Regions from separate parts of the Dromaius novaehollandiae genome. Here region 2 is linked to region 1. The links are chromatin contacts, called in public Hi-C maps. All regions are on one chromosome and are shown on one strand. The core of a region is the stretch at or near the end of the contact, and the rest is flanking DNA. Distances in the headings are between cores, read along the strand shown.

Region 1 (7,067 bases), core at 1,751-4,250:
TATGAATCCCATATAGAACAGGCCTGCTCCAGTCTACTTGTTATCACCTCAGACTGTTACACATACTCTTCACCTTTAGCTCTCCATATATACAGCTCCTTTCTATAGGCTTTTTGGTCTTATGAATTTTCTCTGCATTTCTCAACTTCCTTTTCATTCCCACCATACCTATACTTCCTTATGTTTCCTTCCAATCTACTATTAGGTAATAAAATATCCTCCTTCCTTATCACGTATTTCAAATGTCTGCTTTAGTAACTCCCCTTGAACCTCACCATCTTAAAACTTATCTGCCCAAAGTTTCTGTCATGCTTTAATGATGTTGGCTTTAACTGTTTACTGTAGATCTCGCTTACTCCTATACACATGGGGTAAACAAGCTGTAAGAGTATACTGTAACTGCACTCACAGAAGGAACTGACGGCATGAAGCTAAGGATTTCTTTTGAAGGAAGCTGGGGGGATGGCTAATGAGACCTCTCACAGGAGAAGTAAAAAGCAAGAAATGGTACAAGGCTCAGACTTTAGGAGCAAGACAGGATAAAGACAGGTGGAGCTGTTAACGTTGCTCCCTTTTCACACCTCCCTTCACCTTCCCACAATAGTTCTTTTCAAAGAACGCAGTAATCTGCTGTCATCACAGTACAGTGAAGAGACGTTAGCATATCACAAAGACAGATACCCCACGCTTTATTTAGCACTGTAATTTATTTTTGCTTTTTCAAGGGAAGTGACTACAACACTAAAACATCTATCCAAACATCTCAGTATACATAGTTTCAGCAGCAGCCTTACCATGACATCCTTATAGCATATTATCATATGTAATGACTACTATTCTTTTGAATCATGAAATAAAAAGCATAGAAGTAACTCAGGATGAAAGATGTAACATTTAACTACCATAACTGTATGAAAACTCTTACATGTAGGTTTGTGTGTAGATTACAGGGCCAAGCACCTGTAACACAATAGATTCTAAGAGCGGGACCACTGTTATACCTCACCTATGAGCACAGACAACTTTCCTGTTTACAGTCATCACAAGGAAGAAATAAAACGATCACCACAACTGAATGAATGCCACAGGTACCTTCAATGAGCATGGGCTCACACAAATACAACTGACAAAAGGTAACATATAATTATATTCAGTGGAAAAAACAAAGTTCTCAGAGGTCACTTGCCACTCAGGAAGTCACTGCAGTTGGACTGCTGAAGGTGCTGACAGTGTTTGTGGGGTGTACTATGTTCCTGTTCTTACAGTCTTCCCTAGCTATCTACTTTTGGCTAAGACATAATTTACTATGTGAACTTTTGATCTGACCCACTACAGTCATTCTTATTTATGCAAAACAGGGAGAGAAGGATATACATACCAGTTTTTTCCTGCTTTCTTAAACCTCTGGAGATCGTCTGGACTCTTGTGTTAGAAATAACATCAGTATTTACAACTTCTCTAGTTCTCTGCAAAACAGTAACATATGTCAGTAAGGAAAAGGCCAGGTCTAACTTGCACAGATTGCTCCATCATAAAACAATGGAGGAACTTGATCAAATCTCAAAATCGAAACCCAGAATAATTCACAAAACATTCTGAACCTTCTATTCAGGAAAAGCAAAAATAGAGAACTACCATCCTGGAAAGACAGGTGACATACATCAGGGTTTGTCTACATGGGCACTGCCATGAAGTGCAGCAACACCCACGCAACACTTCTTGTGCACCTACACTGCATACCGGCGCTCTAGCTACAGTAAAATGCTGTCTTAACCTAGTGCATTTTAAAACTTGTGAGTTTTCTGAAACTGGCGCTCTACATTTTGATTTGAAGTAATAGTAGTTTCAAACAGCATTAAGTAAAGCATGAAAATGGGAGATTGGCAATACTGCCTTCAACTTCTAATGCCAAGGAGCAAAATCGAACATTTTCTTAAAAACAAGAAACAACCAGAGAAATGCCCTTCCCAAAGACAGCAGCTTGGCTTTTTACCTCTATAACATTGTGGCAAGTTCTGCAATAAAATCTGCCTCCATCAGTGAGACCCCAGTTTACTTCTGAACACTGTACACAGCGTTCATGATAATCTTCCTAAAAGAAAAAAAGATTAGTTTCATATGTGTTCAAGTAGAACAAATAACACTATTACGGGCCTACTGCACAGCTTTTCAGATTACTTACAGAACAGAATATTTCTGCCCTTTATGTTAGCTGTAACTAAATAACGAGTAATCATAGCATTCACTGTCAGCTACAGATAAGAGAACAAATAACTTCTTCAGCTGACAGGCATCAAATTTTGTGTATGTGAGCACAAGGGAGTAATAATCTACACCTAGAACACATGACGTAAAAATAAAAATCAGAACTAGAAGAAGAGATGAAAAGTAGGCGGTGGGAGATGAAAGTAATGCCCTTCTGAACAGTGAAGAAATACGTGCCACGGCAGGAAGCCTGCACAGGTAAGTGGAGAGACATACCGCGGAAAAGGGAGATTACTCAGGGAAGTTATGGTGTCCCGCGGGCAGGCAGGAGAAAAGAGGGAAACCAACAGGGAAAACGTTTGCTGGAAGCACCCTAGGCAGGCGGGTTGGGGAAGGCAGCTGATTTCGGGGTCGGGCGGCGAAATTCAGAGCAGGGAGAGCAGCCGCCGCTGCCGCCGCGGGCTCCGGCGCCGGCACCGCCGCCGCCGAGGGCGGCCCCGGCCGGGCCCCGCCGCGGGCGGCTGCGGGCAGGGCACGGCCACGGCGCCGCCGCTGCTCCCCTGCGCCGGGCCGGGCCGGGCCGCCGCCGCGCTCCGCCAGCCTCCCCCACCGCAGCGAAACCAGCCGCCCCCTCGCCCCGGCCCCCCACCCGGACGCCGCCCGCCCGCCCCGCACCGCGGCCTCCTCCATGCCAGCACCGCCGCCCCGCGGCCTCCACCATGGCAACGCCGCCGGGCGCCGCGCCGCGGGCCGCCCCCGGAAACAGCAGCTCTCGCACTCGCGTTCCGGCCCCGCCGCGGCCCCAGGCCGCGTGTCTCGGGAGCCGCGCCGCGGATGCGCCCCCCTCCCGCTCCGCACCGTGCCCGGCGCCGTGGCCCTGCCCAGCGCTGCGCCCCGGGTGGCCTTGTCCGGGGGGCTCCCTCCCTTCTTCCCCCAGGTCCCCTCGCCCGGGAGCCGCCAGCCGGGCTGGCGTGGGGCCGAGAGGCCCCTGGGGAGACGTGGGGCGCTCCAGCACCAAGGGGCACGCGGCACTTTGCTGCTGAAGGGACGTGGGGCACTCAGACGCCGAGGGAACGTGAGGAGCTCCCCACGAGGGCGCTTCTCCAGGAGGGGACATGAGGCACCCATACCCTGAGGGGACATGGCGTCCTCAAACACTGAGGGGACATGAGGCACTCAGCCCCTGAGGGGACGTGTACTCAAGCACTGAGGGGACATGGGGCACCCAGGCCCTGAGGGGACATGGGGCCCTCAAGCACTGAGGGGACATGGGGCACCCAGACCCTGAGGGGACACGTACTCAAGCACCAAGGGAACATGGGGCACTTGAACACTGAAGGGACTGGGGCGCTCAGACACTGCAGGGACGTGGGGCACTTCCCTGCTGAGGGGAGGGGGACTGGAGAGGACAGAGGCCCCTCCACCCCCAAACTGCCTTGTCCCTCCCCACGGAGCTCCTGTGGCACCCTGGACTCGCACTGGGCGGACACGCGTGTGTTGTTACTGCTGCAGCTGTGCTGAGCTGCTGACAGGGGCACTATTATTCCTCCTGCAAAAGGAGACCATGACAATTCATTTAGCTGTGTAAAGTGCTTGGAGATTCTTGAATGAGGGAAACTATGATTTCAAGTCCACTTTCAATTAAAAAAACCCCAAACCTCCAAATCTTAATGTAGGTCTCTAATTTCTTGTATGCTAATAATAATGTTTAAAGATGTCTAAATACTGAGATTTGTTATTGCAAGGAATTTGCCCACAAAACTGGAGAACAGGTTTAGGTCCCTTAAAAAAAAAAAAGTCCACTAAGTGAAAGCATGGGAAAAAATTAAAGCTAAAATATACATAGAGAGAGGTGAGGCTCCCTTGACAGCTGTGGTTGCATTGATGTTGGAGCATACGTACAGAGCTAGAGGGGAACTCTTTATGTTCAAGAAAAAAGTTATTACTCATACCAACTGTGATCTTTTTTCAGTGTAGGATGAACATTTGTAACACCCATTAAAGAGAATTATGCATATAATTCCTGACATGCTAAAAAGGTGATTGTCAACCTCACAGAAACGTAGCTAATACTTTGATGAAACAGATCCTACTTGTGATTTTGATTTCCATATTTTTTGTTTGTGAAAATACTGTTCTGGGAAAGCAGGACCATTTCATTTGATGGAAGGAGTTTGATCTTTTTCTAATGAATTTTTAAGATGAAATACTATCTTGAAAAAAATCAGAGTAACTATATCTATGATAAAACAGGAAGACTTGTGTTGTAGTTTGGAAGATAAGGTATTGATCCTACCAACAGCTGTTTTCATGTTTCACTTGGCACTGCGCATAGTCAATGGGCCTACTCAGCGGATTTATCGAGACGGAATAACTTACTTAAATTAAGCAAGGCAATAACTGCTTTGATGAGGCAGGACCTTGGAGTTAGGACTGTTTTTTTTCTCATTACAGCCAATCAACACTATTGCAAAGAAAGCTTAATCATACAACTTTGCCAGTTTGTCAAAACTAGACGCCTTCATTTTCAGGGACAGCAACTGAAGATAAACCAGAAAAGAAGAAAAGTATGACCAACTGTGTGGGGAGCTATACCAGTATAATTAAGGGCTGATGTAACATGCCAGTAAAGTTTTGAACGGGCAAGCACTTTCTCAGGTTTTGGACCATCCACTTAACTTTTCTGAGCTACGTTTTCCACAGAAGTGAACTAGAGATATAAAAAGCCACTAGACTTTGGAAGGTAATTTGAGATCCATAAAGAAAAGTTATACAAAGACTGATATGGATACTACCAGTTATGTATTAGTATTTGCGGCTCCATATAACCGCAAAGGTTGTATAAGTATTTCTTAAGTCCATCAAGTAATTAGTGCAGACTAGTAATCTAAGAGCAAAAATTCGAAGCGCAGTGGGGGTAGCAAGTCATGTATCTATTTCTTAAATATTTTTTGAAGTGACATGTATAAAACCGGTTTTTCAGCATGTAAAATTATGTGTAACCTTTGTCCCTAATTACAAGTTACCCAAGCATACTGATAGATAGGGGTATGATAATTTCAAAGCTAGGAGACAGACTGTCTTCCTACTTCAGCTCAACTTTTCTAATGAAGATCATTATGCATAGTAGTCAGATTGATTCAAGGCTTAGATAAATAATACGTCCTGTTGTTTCCATTGGTTTGAATTTGTAATGAACTGGGTTCCTTTGCTGGTATCACATTTCTGGTTCTTGACTGCAGATTTTTTACATGTGAACAAGCAAAAACTGCACATTGAACTGAGTGACATGTCCCTTAGCCTGTCCCTCCGGATACAGCGCATGAAACTGTTGGTTCCAGGACGTGAACTTCTTTAACAGAGATTCTCCCAAGAGTCCAACATACACTTTGTTCCTTGTCAGACACCTACTGTAAGGGGGTCAGAGCAGAAAAGCAACCTCAGCTGCTCTAAAGATTGTGAAGATTTAACACTGGGCAGATCTACCAGAAGCTAGTTTATAGAAAAATGTGCATAGTTATTAGCACCTATAGTTTGATTTCTGTACCTTCAGAAAAGGGAAGTCTCTCCATGGAACAACTCGTATTTAAAGAAAACAAAGGAAAATTAGGAAAACAAGAAATAGGTGCTTTTAGCCAAACCAGATGATGTCACTCTAAGCAATCTTTAGGAGAGACTGCAATATGGAAAGGGTCAAGGGGAAAAGCTGTTCCAAGCAGAAGTGCAGAGGAGAGAAAGCCACAGAGAGACAGTTGTGCAGGAGGCTAACACGAGAGCAGACGAAGGTGGGAACAGCAGCGGAGAGCAGGGGTTGCAGCAAGCCCAGCAGGGGCGGATAACCAGGGAGGGGCTGAGCTGAACAGAGCTTTGAAGGAAGCGACAAGAAGCTTGAATTTAATGTTACAGCTTAGGCACACCCAGCATTGCCTTGTGATGTTTAGTGTTTATTTTACAGCTTCAGCTCTCAAACTTTATTTTTTAAGTACATTTCTAGCCCTGCTGTGGAAAAACTGAAAATATGCCCCCGGCCAGCTCAAGCGACAGAAAGCAGGTAACATTTTCTCCAAAGATTACTCAGGTTTTCTTAAGCCATTTGTAAGATTTGAGCAGCATGAAGCTGGATTTTTGATAGCTGAAGGTGGCAGTACTGCACACAGGAGGCAGGGCAGACTTATCTGGTCAGATGCACTGAGTATGGGATTCACACCATCAGCTTCTGCTTTGCTCGTGTGCTGCAGTCCAGCCCATCTCACACAGGAACACGGCATGTGCCACAGTCCTCCAGTTTCACATGTGACTTGACACACCACGGGGAGCTGGGGTTCTGTGATCGTCTAACTAGCTGTGTTTGGAGACAGACTACAGAGAAGGATCTCACATTCAGATGAGCTGCTCTAGAAGGTAAAAGTCTCTAAGTGTAGCCTTGCATGACCTGAAACCACGCTAGCTTGTGGTCAGCAATGAAGTCATCTGCCTGAGGATGCTGAAGGCCTGGCTGGAGGGGTGAGGCAAGTGATGACCTCGTTCTGAGCCTTGGCCACCTTCTCAGAAGCAATAGTGGGATGTGCTTCATGAGGAGCAGGCTGCTTTCTCTCTGTCCATATTAGCAGAAATTGCACCTGCCAGCGCTTGGTGACTATGCTAATGTGGTCCTTCAGATATACAGAGCCGGGGTAGGACATGTCTAGAAAAGCAAGTGGTCTTAGCAGCTGCAGCTGAAATGAACAGAGCAGGGAGTGGGTGTGTGAATGTCCCATTTCACATCCCAGGCATGCATAATGCCCTTATTTTCTCCTTTTTCGTATTTTATTAAACAGCTAACATGAAGCATTCCTTCAAGTTATAATACTTTAATTGTATCA
Region 2 (7,067 bases), core at 2,176-4,675, 150 kb after region 1:
GAAGGTCTTCAGTTTCTTCATATATGTATCTAGAAGTGCTGATATTTTTAATTTCCTGGATGTAAGATATGATAACACCATCCATTTCATAACCGTGTTACAAAGTCATTCATGTTTAGTAGAGCAACAGCACTCCTGAAAAGCCTTAAAGGAAATTAATAATTTTAGATTCAATGAAATATAATGCTGTGCAGTAAACTGTACATTAAAATATACACAAAGTAAGCATTAAAAGAAATATTTAATAGAAACACAGAATTGGAAAGCTTCTGGACTTTAGTCTACTGTTATCTCAGGCAACTACACCACACAATCCTTCTCATAAGCTGTCCACCTTCAGAGTAGGTGGGCTTCTTGCTCTCAATAAGAGAAAGCTGTTCCACAACCCCATTGCTCTGAGAAGCCAGGATCTTCTAATTCTTGGCCTAAATTCATTAACAGACAGTTTATACATATTTGTCTTCAATTTAAATCACAATTGTCCAATCTTGTTGTTTACTCCTTTTGAGACATCAGACCTCCTCTTAGCCTTTACATTGCTAAACTAAAGGTAAGAAATTATTCTAGCCTCCTCTCAGAAAAGCTCTCCAAAGAACATTATCCCCACCGTGAGACAGGGTTCCTCTAGGGAAACTAGCATTGTCATTAAAGACCATATCATGATGCAGTCTTAAGGCACATAAATCTACATGACCCCAATTTGAAGAGACCTAGACAGCAGCCACAACACATAATAGGTCTGAAGCCAGACACACAGGCCATGCAGCCGACCTGCACACGTATAGTAGACTCTACAGGATACCTGCAGCTAAGTCCAGACTCATCGCACAGCTGTTATCAAGTCCTCTGTGCCTATGACTTGCTATGCCCAGCACTTCCCATTTTTTTTCATGATGGTCCTGCATGTCTTAATGCAAGCCTACAATGGGTGGGAGAGATGTGCAAACTAAATTGTATGGCAGACTGTAATTCTAATATCGTCCTAATTTTTGAGGAGAAACAGTGAAGGAAGTAGTCTTGATTAGGTCCTCTTTGCTTTTGATTAGGTCAGATTTGCTCCAATAAAATCCATTTATCCATGCTTTAGAGGTGGAATAGTTTCTTTTATCTCTGATGGAGACACAACATTAACCCAGAAAGCTTCTGTGGTGCAATTGGTCAATTTTGATTTAGTTGTTCTTTCTTACCACTTTCACTTCATATGTAAACGGAGGTGATCATGAGGCACTTAGGTGAAAATGAGGGAATATCCTATTGACAACGAAGAACAAAAAGGCAACATAAAACTGTAGCAAGTTGCCAGGACAGTAATTTCTGAGATAAGTTATATATTTCCATAAGGCTTTATGACAGAATTTCATTAACTTTGAACAGGGTATTATCAATAGGTCCTTTGCTATAATGGAATAAATGCCCGAACTTACATGACAAGGACAAATAATGGATTCTTCACAGCATAGACCTAATTTCCACATATATAATCTCAGTTCTAGTCCAAACAAAGATCAAGAACTTTATGAGCTGAGACAATATCCTGAGGTTGATTCAGAGAATTCATCATCCCATCTGGACGCTGAAGTTGCTGAACATTACTATATTTGGCAACGCTGAAATCAAAGGTGAGAAATTTCATCATTTCAACAGAGAGACTTTGTACTGCACAGACATTTGTGAACCCAAACTAGCCTAAGGCCTGACAGGCAGTATCTGATCCACACCTGGATTTTGTATGCTGAATGTTGTGGCAAATAACACGAACCCACTATCTCTTTACCACTTCCTTCCAGACTCAGGCAGTGGAAGTCTAGAAAAAATCGTGCTAAAGCATGAAGACCACCATCCAATTAGCATTTTGAAAACACATGCAACAATAGTTGCCTCACATTTATTAATTCATGGATGGACAGCATTTTATTATCCACTAGGTAAAAGCACAAACCTAAAATTCTAATCTCTGTCCATTGTACCTCTGACCTCCTGAGAATTAACTCCAGATGGAACGAAGGAAAAAAGGCAAATATACTGATCGTTGCTTAAGCCAAACACTTGCCTTCCCCTGCCCTGGGCCTCATGATCACAGCAATATCACATCTTTAAAACTCAACCTTCCTCTCACCCAGACCTTAAGGGCAAAGCACAGTCACAATAGTTTCATAGTGACTTAGAAATGGCTTTTGAAAAATCTGTCATTGAGAATACTGCATGTCAGGATATGAGTCTCCAGCACCAGAGCAACTACTCCTGACAAAAAGAAACTCCTCCAGACTTATCATTAGGTTAAGAAACAGGGAGGAATGCATGACAGACCTTATCGATTCTTTCTTCTCCCTGGCCTAAGGACGACACACCTCATCCCAAACCAGTTGTTCCGAAAGGGCATCATAACTCCCTTCGTCAGAGCTACCTCACTCTCACCAGACCATTATCCTCCTGCCTCTACCGTGAGAGCGAGACGCAGGCCTACGTGTCCGAGACCAGGGAGAAAGCCAGCCACCATGGCCCGCTCACCCTGGGGAAAGGGGAGCATCCCGTCGTGCAAGCGCACGCTTCTAACACTGCTCCACCGACGCCGCCAAATGGAGCCTCAGCAGCCTGAGCCAACCGCTGCTGGCGCTGGCGACCACCAAAAAGTCGCCCCAAAGCCCCCATTTGCTGCATCTCCCAGCACCGGTGCCGCACCCACGCCTCCGCCCCCCAGTGCGCCCTGGCACCTCGCCCACACGGCCCTCACGCGCCCTCTCACCCCCCCGCCCCCCAGCGGCGCCGCTTCCCAGCCCGGCCACGGCCGGGGGGCCGCGGGGCCCTGGGCGGCTCCCGCCCGGCGGGTGCCGGGGGCCGAGGCGAGCGGAGGGGAGCCGGGTGGGGCGCCTCGGGCTGCAGGCGGAAGAGCGGCCGCGGCCTTCTCGGGAGGCGGAGGGGGCGCGGGGGGGGGGGCGGCCCCCGCCTGGCGGCCCCCTCGCGGAGCCCCCGCCCCGCCGCCAGCGCGACCCCGCCCCGGCCGGCGCCTCCCGCCCGGCAGCGCCCGGCCGCTTCCTCCGCTCCCCTCCCCCCGCGGGCGCGCGCCGCGGCCCCTCGCGCCACCAGGGCCGCCCCCCCCGCCGCACGAGCCGCCCCGGCCGCGCCCCCGCACTGTCTCGTGCCGCGACAGAGCCCGGACTGCCGGGGAAGGGGGGGTGCGGGGGGAGGGGGAACGTGCCAGCGCGGGGGGGGTGGAAGGGGTTGTAGCAGCATCACCATGGCGACAGTGACGTCATCTCACCCTGGATCTAATTGGAGGAAACCCCGTGGCCCCAGCCGCAGCCCACGGGCCAACCGAGCTTGTGCCCTGCCTGCGCTCGCCCCCGCGGCGGCGCGCTGCGCTCAGATTGGCTGCCGCGGCGCGAAGGGGCGGGGCCGGGCGCGGAGGACAGGCTCTGATTGGCCGCGTGGGCGCGGGTTGAGCAGCGGGTAGGCTTGCCTGTGCCAACGCCCTTTAGCGCTGGCTCTTGCCTGGGACGGGAGCGGCTCTTTCTCTCCGCCACAGCCCCGAGCGAGGCAGCCGATCCGGTGGCGCCAGCCGGCCCGGCCTAGCGCGCGGACTCAGGTGAGCGGGGCGCCGCGCGCCTGGCAGCGGGAGCGGGCTCCGCGCCGCCGCGTCCTCCATTTTGTGAGCGAGGCGTGCGAGTCCTCGGCGGCCCCGGGGAGCGGGAGGTGCAGCCAGCCAGCGCCGCCATTTCGCACCCGGCGGGGCCGCCGGCTTCCTCTTTCCGCCCTGCCGCCGCGGGGACGGCCTCCGGCGCCCTCGCCGCTCACTCCGCCGCCCCCTCGCCCCCCCGCTGTCCCTGGGGACGCGGCCGGCCGCGGTGTGGAGCCGCCGGGCCCCCGCCCAGGCCGAGACCCCACCCACTGCCGTGCCATAGTGTTCCCCGCCCGCCCGGGAATGCGGAGCCGCCGCCGCCGCGCCCCCCGCGGCGCTGGGGGCCGCCGTCCTGGGGCTGGGGCGCCGCGGAGGCGGGGAGGCCGGGTCCCTGTGGCGCTGCGCCCCGCCGCCAGGAGGCGAAGCTGCCCGGGGCCGGCGCGGCGCGGGGCCCCAGCCCGGCCGCCCCGCCCCGCCCGGGCCTCGCCCAGGTCCCTCGGCCTCCCCCGCCCCGCGGGTCTCCGCGAGCGGCGCCCGGGAGACACGGGCCTCCTCGCCAAGCTTCCCGCCCCGCGCGTGTCCCGGGCTCCCCTCGCTTTTCGCCGGTTTATTTTTGAACCCTTCCTTGCGTTCCCATTGGCAAGCTTATCGCGTTTATTCATTTATTTATTTATTTTTCGCTGGTCCCAGCCTCTTGTGATGGCTTTGGCGTACCCCATCCTTCTTCAGCACTCACCTGCAGGGTGAATGGTGTGCTGAGGATGGACTTCGGGTGGCTAGGTATCTTTCTCAAGGCCCTCGTTAAGCAGCATGTTAATATGTTTGCTTGGGGCAAAGAAGGAAAGCAGGGTGAGGACAAAAAGCCAGCTGTGAGAAGATAGCTATTTCCAGTTCTTGTTCTTTAGGCTGCTGTCCTCTGGGTAGAGCTGAGTGTGCCTTCCCCAGTTCAGTTTCTAGGTTGTAATTTCCCTGGGGGTGGGCCCTTGAGACTAGTGCCTCTCCCACTAGCTCTACATGGAAGAGCAGGATGCTGCCAGTCCTTCAATCCAGGAGATGCTCCTGGAGATGGGGAAGAGGATACAAGACTTGCTACAGTCTTAGTTGTGAGGCGCAGCATAAGATCACATTCTGTATCACTTGAACCCAGAATCATGTTTACTGTCTTTTTTCTGGCAGGTTTTGAGGGCGTTCTCTTCTTGAGAGTGTGACATCCCCGGCTTCTCCTGCTCTTGCTACTATACCGCTCTCGCCCCTCTGCCAGCCACCATGGATAAGACCGAGTTGATCCAGAAAGCCAAGCTGGCTGAGCAAGCTGAGCGCTATGATGATATGGCCACCTGCATGAAGGCAGTAACCGAGCAAGGTGCTGAGCTGTCCAACGAGGAGCGCAATCTGCTCTCAGTGGCCTACAAGAACGTAGTGGGGGGGCGGCGCTCTGCCTGGAGGGTCATCTCTAGCATTGAGCAGAAGACAGACACCAGTGACAAGAAGATGCAGCTTATCAAGGACTATCGGGAGAAGGTGGAGTCTGAGCTCAGGTCCATCTGCACCACGGTGCTGGTGAGTGGGAATTTTCTTTTTTTTTTTTTTTTGTCTTCTTGTGTTTGAGAGAAACAAAGTATTCATGTACGCTGCTGTACTGAGGAAGGACTGGGAAGCTGGCTGAGGAATGTCATGTGTAATATAATGCTGGGGTAGGGGAAGTCAATGTTGTAACTTCTGCAACTGTTGTGAGGGTTAGTGTAAGGAGGAAGATCATCTGTGCTGCAGAGCACATACAGAGGTATTTGAGATCCACATGCAGTATTGCTCTATGTAATTGCAGAGTCACAGAGACTTGGTCTCATGTCAGTTTGCACTGTGGTTAGTAAGCTTATCTATTTATAAGATAATCTGAAAAGAAAATGAGATCTTTTTTTTTTTTCTTCAGATCAGAGCCAATAAATTGTTAAAAGCATTTAAAGTAACTGGGTGTGTGTTTCTTTCACTTACTTTTTCTTGCAAAGAAAAGAATTCTCTAGAGGGTTGTAAGAGACATTTTGAGAATTTTCTTTTTATATAGAAGTGTGAGTTTTATAAAGTAAAACATCTTTACTGAGGATAGAAATTGGCCTTGTCACGTTCAAGTTGACTTTTCAGTGGATCTTTACAATGAAGTTGCTGTAGATATCGAATAATGTAAGACCAAGGTTTAAAGACTGACATAACACACCTGAGCAGGCAAAGAAGCCCAGGAATACAGAATTTGCTCTATAAGCTGCAGAATTCCAGGTGCTATTGATAGTGAAAGTACACTGCACTGTGGTGGGGGCTGAATGTGTGTTGCCCTGTTCTACATGATCAGGGAGTTCTGGCTGCAGAAAGCTGGACATACGTAATGCACTAAGAATTGTGTGGCACACAATCTTTAGTGGCTTTATTACACCTCAGTTAAAATACCTTTGGTGTCTAGTATTGCAAACGCAAGAAGAGGAAGAAGCAAGTCTATAAGGAAATAAACATTTCTTTAGGCAGAAGAATCCTGAACTGGGTTAGGAGACCTGAATTTAAAGGTGGCCTGTTTGGAAGTAACTGAATTTGCTTCTTGATTCTGGCTCATGTACAAGGGGGTACTTCTTTCTTGCTGAAAATAATCATATGCTGCTATTTGGAATTGTTTTCTAAGTCAAAATGAGTTATCTTTGCTTCAAAATCATTTGGAAATTTATTAGCTGCTGAATCAGCTGAGTTGATTCCTTTCCTCTGTACTTTTAAGAGTCCATGTCTTTCAAAGAAGCTGCTTCTACAGTTATAGATACAGGTAAAAAATGCAAAAAATTCAGCTTTTTGAATGTGATGTTACTTGTGTAGGGCACCAATTCTTCTTTCCTGTGACAAGAGTTTTACTATAATTAGTGCTATAGTGCTAATATTTATGCTTCTATCACTCCTCTCAACCTCCTTTGTTTGGTGTTCCAGTTTGGGAGCTAGCATCTTAATGTATATGCAAGGCTTATTATTTAGACTTCTTAACATCTTCCTCTTTCCTTCTACCAAATGTAGTTTGTAAGAGGAGGTTTTGGACAAAATCTTGTACTGGTTGCTGCACCATCTTAACATGGAGCTTCTTCCTCCTGTGAGGAGATTGTCTTTGAAACGGAATGATAAAGGTAGCGAGCCATTTCACGCAGCGTCCGTATTGAAATTATTCCAGTTATATCAAATGGTGGACAGCAGGTAGCTTAGTAGCTGCGCTAACACAAACCTTTAACGTAGGGAAAGCTTTTTCTTGTACTAGCTGAGCTCTTCCCTGCATTCCAGTCTTTTTGCTCTGTTCTCATCTGTGGACTGGTTGGCACCTCTGCTTTATTTCTCCCCTGGCAGACAGCAGGAAGTAGTGAAGACAGAAACCTACGAACGGGCATGGTTTTCTTGTTCTACCCTCCTGGCCAAGATATGCCTCCCTTTGGGA

The links. Hi-C and Micro-C count contacts between places; a contact is called where the count stands out from the background.
Region 2: a contact with region 1 is called in a Hi-C map of brain, with 2.3 times the contacts expected there. The contact joins the promoter of YWHAQ here to the promoter of TAF1B in region 1. A contact is called at or near these places in 2 of 4 Hi-C or Micro-C datasets (brain and liver).

What each region holds. Positions count from the first base shown.
Region 1 is chr3:17,334,192-17,341,258 of bDroNov1.hap1, forward strand. It overlaps TAF1B (TATA-box binding protein associated factor, RNA polymerase I subunit B), which reads right to left and starts at 3,001. Exons shown (of 15, transcript XM_064508471.1): 1 at 2,881-3,001; 2 at 1,994-2,092; 3 at 1,379-1,466. The coding sequence starts at 2,895.
Region 2 is chr3:17,480,190-17,487,256 of bDroNov1.hap1, forward strand. It overlaps YWHAQ (tyrosine 3-monooxygenase/tryptophan 5-monooxygenase activation protein theta), which reads left to right and starts at 3,426. Exons shown (of 6, transcript XM_064508472.1): 1 at 3,426-3,583; 2 at 4,793-5,176. The coding sequence starts at 4,883. LOC112981526 (a long non-coding RNA gene) reads right to left here and starts at 3,051. Exons shown (of 3, transcript XR_010388192.1): 1 at 2,744-3,051; 2 at 1-1,607.